2 separate regions of the Arachis hypogaea genome follow, and region 1 is linked to region 2. The links are chromatin contacts, called in public Hi-C maps. All regions are on one chromosome and are shown on one strand. Each heading gives the region's core, a stretch centred on a gene start, on an enhancer-like site or on the middle of the called end of the contact. The rest is flanking DNA. Distances are from core to core; before and after follow the strand shown. Region 1 holds the start of LOC112790509. Region 2 holds the start of LOC112790506 (GCN5-related N-acetyltransferase 6, chloroplastic).

Evidence for each region. A called contact is a pair of places that touch in the nucleus more often than the background predicts.
Region 1: a Hi-C map of leaf shows a contact between it and region 2, with 3 times the contacts expected there. The contact joins the promoter of LOC112790509 here to the promoter of LOC112790506 in region 2. A contact is called at or near these places in 2 of 8 Hi-C or Micro-C datasets (both in leaf).

The regions. Positions count from the first base shown.
Region 1 is chr3:47,326,909-47,329,865 of arahy.Tifrunner.gnm2.J5K5, reverse strand. LOC112790509 reads right to left here and starts at 1,363. Exons shown (of 15, transcript XM_025832948.3): 1 at 825-1,363; 2 at 284-529. The coding sequence starts at 1,118.
Region 2 is chr3:47,109,719-47,112,600 of arahy.Tifrunner.gnm2.J5K5, reverse strand. It overlaps LOC112790506 (GCN5-related N-acetyltransferase 6, chloroplastic), which reads right to left and starts at 1,467. Exons shown (of 9, transcript XM_025832944.2): 1 at 1,042-1,467; 2 at 682-928; 3 at 534-586; 4 at 11-47. The coding sequence starts at 1,151.

The DNA.
Region 1 (2,957 bases), core at 114-2,613, 220 kb before region 2:
TCATTGTCACTGTCATATTAAGATATTCATAAGTATTTGAGAGAACGCATGTAGATTAGAGGACCAAGTTGTGCATACAGTGCTTATTTCAATTCGTAACATTTGCAGTATGCTTCATTTGTTCCCCCCAAATTGAGTTCTTCTCTATTCCAGAATTCAGAAACAAACATAACCAATATAACATTCCTAAGTTGCTTAGCAAGCATCACTATCTACTACGTCTTCATCACACAATCATTCCATGAAAACTAAACACATGGCAAGAATGATTAAAAATACGCACCGGAAATCCAGTTGGTAATTCGAGAGACAAGAGCATCTCATCATTTATATCAAGCCCCTCGAGCTCCAACCACCTCAACTTACCATCACTTTTCTCTTTTGCTTCTCGAACCTCACTCTCCAGAACCTCTGTAACACTGCCACGTGTATCACTCAAAGCTCCATCATCTTCTCCCTCTGCATTCAAATTAATATCCACACACATCAACGCCCCCATCCTCTCCGCCAATCCCGGAACCTCATGCAGCTACACACAAAACAGAACAAAAAAGTTAAATTAAAATAAAAAGCAAAATAAACTAAAATCAAGAAATAACAGTTACAATGTCAATAAGGCTATTTTTTCTAGTCTAAAATTATTAACATTTGATTATAATATAGTTTCAACAGCTTACCAATCATCATAAGCATTTCATTGCTAAAAGCTTAAAACACCTGTGTTTTTTTTCATGTGTTACCGAAACATGCTCCAAGCATAAATTATAAAGTTTACAGAGAGAGAAAGAAACCCTAGAGAGAGAGAGAGAGAGATTTCGAAGTACCTGCTTGTAAGCATCGGTGAGTCTGAAGGTCCAAGCATGGTCGACGAGGAAGACGTCGGAGTGCTTTGCCATGGATTCCGCGGTGAGGACGAGGAGCCTCTGGCGGCCTTCCTCGCATGGCTCGATCTGGAAGTAGTTACCGCCGTCGAAGCACTCGGCGGAGAGCTTCTGGAAGAGGCGGCGGTGGAGGGACTCGGGCAAGCCCGAAGCAGCGAGGAGTATGGCGTGTACTTTTGCGAACTCCTCGTAGGTCTCTATTCTCTTGGTGGCGTTGGCTGCAGCAATTGTTACCATGGTCCTCTGCTCTCGCTGTTTTCCACTTTTCCTGTTTATGGCTGCAGTGCTGCACTATTCACTCCAGAATGCTTTGCACTTAGCTGAGACACAGTGAACTGAAATTAACCAAAGGAGAGTGTTGGGCCTGAAGTCGGATGGAATTTATATGAATTTTGAAGAAGATATTGGGCCTACATAGCCGATTTATTTTTGGAGTTAGACTCTTCTGTACCAACACCCCATCCAGAAAAAACCCTAAGACCAACACAATACCAAGAAAAGCTATCTACATTTCATAGTTATAAGAATCGAACCGAAAATCGAATCGGTTAGGTTATTGGATCACTGAGTTATTAGTTTAACCAGAAGATTGCTAATCGAACCGATTAACTCGATATAATTAAATGATTATATAAAATTTATTTATTTTTTATTATAAATAATTTTATTTTGGTTTTATAAAAATAATTATCATTTTCAAATTTTAATACTTTATTAATTAGTTTATATTTATTTTATTATTATGTTATTATAAGTAAAAACTCACGTACAGTTGTTTTCATGTGAAAATGATATTTAAGAATCGTTCGTTAGATGATTTGACAAGTTTGACTAAATATCATCTAACGATTTTCAACTATTAACTTCATATGAAAACAACTGCATGTGAGTCTTTACCTATTATTATATAATTTATTAAAAAATGATATTAATAGATATCATATAATCAAGAAAAAAAAATTGTGATTAATAAATTTTTTTATTTATCTTTTTAATTTGTATATATTTAATAATATTTATAGTTAAATAAAATATAATTAATTTAAAAATAAGTGACTTTATAATTAAAATAAATCGAATATAAATAAAATAAAAGATTGCTATATATATTTAATTTGTACATAGATTAGTAAGAAGCACTGTAGCTGGGTGGTACAATCATCCTTGTTGCATTCTAGAGTGAACTAGAGTGAAAGCGTTTAAAACCCATGTTGGCCATTTTAAAAAATTTTCCAAAATTCACAAGCTTTGACACTTGGCAAGATATGGAGCACGGTGGAACGCTGGTGCATCGACGCGTCGTAGGTTTCCCTTCAACTGCAACCCAAGCGGTTTGGTCTGGATTTGACCGATTTGTGTCGGTTTTCTATCTTAAGCGGTCTTAACCTTGGACTAGACTTGTATTAAGTCTGGTTTACCGATTTTTCGGTCAAACCGGCCAATTCGGTCCAATTTTAATAACTAGGCTACATTTAATTAATAGAGATAAAACAAAAAAGCTACCGATCTAAGCTTTTTACTTAACCAAATTAAAATAATAAAATGAAAACGTATATAACTAAATTTCACGTACATGTCATGTGTCATCCTCTTCTTCCTTCTCCTTCTATATCTTTTTCTCTCTCTCTTTTCTCTTCTTCTTTGTTTTTTTTATTATTATTATTATCTTAAAAAATAACAAGCAAAAATAAGAGAAAAAAATTGCATAACAAAAAGAATAAATAAGAACAACAAAAAATCAAAAAAAAGAATAAGAAGCAGCAAAAAAAGCTATTGTCAAGAAATTGTTGTGTCAAGTCTAAAATCTTAAAAATTTTTGGTTAAAAATTTTTTTATGTCATAGTTAAAAAATTTTTACGGTTCTAAAAACTGAACCGATCATCGAACTGCTCTAGCTATTAGTTCACTGATTCAACTGTAGTTCAATAAAAAAATCGTTGTATAATAAAATATAAATAAACATACTAAAACATAATTATAGTCTAATATAAATTTGAAAATATCATCCAAATTAAAAGTACTACATAAACCATAATATTATAATCTCATTCAAATACAAACTCAAAAATCAAATAA
Region 2 (2,882 bases), core at 218-2,717:
GAACCTCTACCTGCTCAGCAAATTTCCGTTTGAAGTTATCAATATATCTGGATAAAACACAACGAGAATCAGTGGCATGGTGGTACCCAGATTTTCATATACTGTGGATCAATGCAAACTTAATGGACCACCCTTCGGCTGATCCCTTCAGATGTCTCGATCAAAAACTACTAGTAGTTAAAACAATGCCCAACAATTCCTATTGACTATAAACTAAATTGGTTTTCAAAGAATTTCAGATTGAACACTTTGCTCCTGAATAAAATTTTAATCTCTAGAAGTCCTAGAGAATCATTTTGGTCCCTTCATCATTTTGAGACCTAATGGTCTTATAATAAAATTTGTTAGGGGCTTATACGTCCAATAAACATATTAAAAATTTGATTGAAAGCGAGGAATGAGTCTTAACAAAGACCAAAGTGTCCCATTTAAAATTTATTGGTGCCAACGTTTACTCGTACCTATCTTAATATGGTTTATATTTATATTATAGAATTCTCAAAAACCAAATTTCTGATGTATATGTATCATACCTTTCATACATTCTATTCTCCCATTGACATTCTGATCTCAGCCATGCCGCTGTCTACCACAACATTTAAAATAAACACATAAATACATAGAAATCAATGTTCCTTTCTTTAAAAAAAAAAAAAAATCAATATTCAATAAATGACATACCCAATATTCTTCATCAAGCACAGCTTCACGCGCAACAAATTCCCCGAATTCAAACCTATTTCCTTGAGCCACTTCTTGATCAGATGGCTGCAACCGTTCAAATCGAAGATTCTTGGACCCTAAATTTTCGGTTTTTGGAATCGGTGGCCTTAAATGCTGCACACAAAGTTCTTCTTTCTTCTTCAAATTAGTCGTCGTCTTATTATCATTAGTGTTTTCCAATATTGGGGAAGATTTCGTATGTGCCCTATTCGTGTTCAATATCCCAAAATAAATAAATAAATAAAAACCCAACAAAATAAAATGGTTCGAAAAAAAAAGAAGATATACGATGAAAGAAAAACAATATTTGAAAGTTACATGGACCATGAGGCAACAATTTTTGGGCATTTGAAACAGCTAATGGACCGATTGAAGAACAAAGCATGCAACTCAGGTCTGTGTGTTGGAATTGTTGCCATGGGAGGCATTCTTTCCTTTTGTTCACTGGTGATTCAACGGTTTGTTGAATGAAAAATAATGGAAATTGAGAAGAAAATTATGGCAATTATTTATGTTTTGGTAGCCTCAGCGCTCAGTTATTGAATTTGGATATACTTGCTGTGAAGCAACTAACCCCGCTTTTTTTTATATATTGTTCCACCATGCAAATATGTTGTGGAAGAGGGAGAAAATTACCCGCTGTTTTTGTGAAGAAAATTTGGTGATGATGGCAATATCTGTCGTGATTCTTGGCCATTAGTTGAGAGGTTCAGGATTTGGTGTTATTCGGAAGGTGTTCTCCAAATCTAATTCACTATCATTGAGTTATAATCATAGCTGCTCCAATGAATCAATGACACGTGGGTTAAATGGACCTCCATTCCTCTTTTAACAATCTAACTGTTTTAAATAGGAATGACAAGGAATATCCATGGACTCCTTTCGTTTTCGGTGTCAATAGAAAATTGCCTTTTATTTCTGCTCATTTTTTTTTTATGGGTTTTTATTTATTTTGTTCAGGCAGAAGCAAATATTCGTGAGTATTTGTAGATATTAAATTTAAAAAAATTATTTATGATAAAATTTTATATAATTTAATTGAAATATAATAAATTAAATCCAATTCAAATACATTCAATATTAGTAAATCTAATTATTCAACTAAATCTCCAACATACAAACTAAACTAAAATAAAAAATTTTTTAACTTAATAAATCTTGGTCGACGATTATAGTTTAATGATAATACTCCTTTCTTGTAATGATATAAATTTAAATAATTAGTTGGTGCAAATTTAGATATTATGCACATTATTAATTTGTTTTTAAATAAATTTGAAAAAAAATAAACATATACTTACATCATGTATAATTATATATAAAGGGTATTTAAGAAATTTCACTCTAGTGAAAATTTAACGGGTACTTCAACTCCTTCTCTCGTTCTCATTTATTTGTGGGGACGGATCCCCATTTCCATGAGGACTTAGCAGGTCTCCATTTTTTTCTCCATCGCGGTAATCCTAGCGAATGCCCACAGATTTGGATTATTTTTCAATCCCTCAATTAGAGCCTCTTGCTCCACAGAAAATATTAAAAAAGAGTCTTACTATATACATCTAAGTCTTTTTGACAACCAAGTCAAGCCAAGTTGGTCCAAACCCAACAAAACCCACTCACACAACATGCGTGTGAAATCACACCGTTCTTCTTCTTCGTGTTTCTTCGTGTGCTTTCTCCTCCTTTTTCTATTGGTGTTGTTGTTGCTGTATTTTATTTTTCTTTTTCTTTTCCTCCTATTCCTCATATGATATTACGTTATTTATTTATTTTAATTTTTTTCTTCTCTTTTTTTTGTTCTATTCTTTTTACCAAAGTGAAACAAGAAGAATTATGAGAAAATAAAATAAGAAAAAAAAAGATAAAAGAAAAGAAGCAATAGAAAATGAGGAGGAGGAAGAGGAAGAGTTTTGAATTATATAAAATTTATCATAACAATAACACCGAAATTTCTTAACAATAACACATAAATTTTTTAGTTTTGACACCGAAATTTTACTACAAAAACACAAAAATATCTTATTTAATGTTGCATTTTTTCTGTTGCTCTTATTTCTTTTTTTAGGAGCATTACTTCTCATATTAGATTTGAATGAACATCTTTCTACTGTATTGCATTCTTATTTATCAGAGAATAGAATCACCAACAAACAAAATGT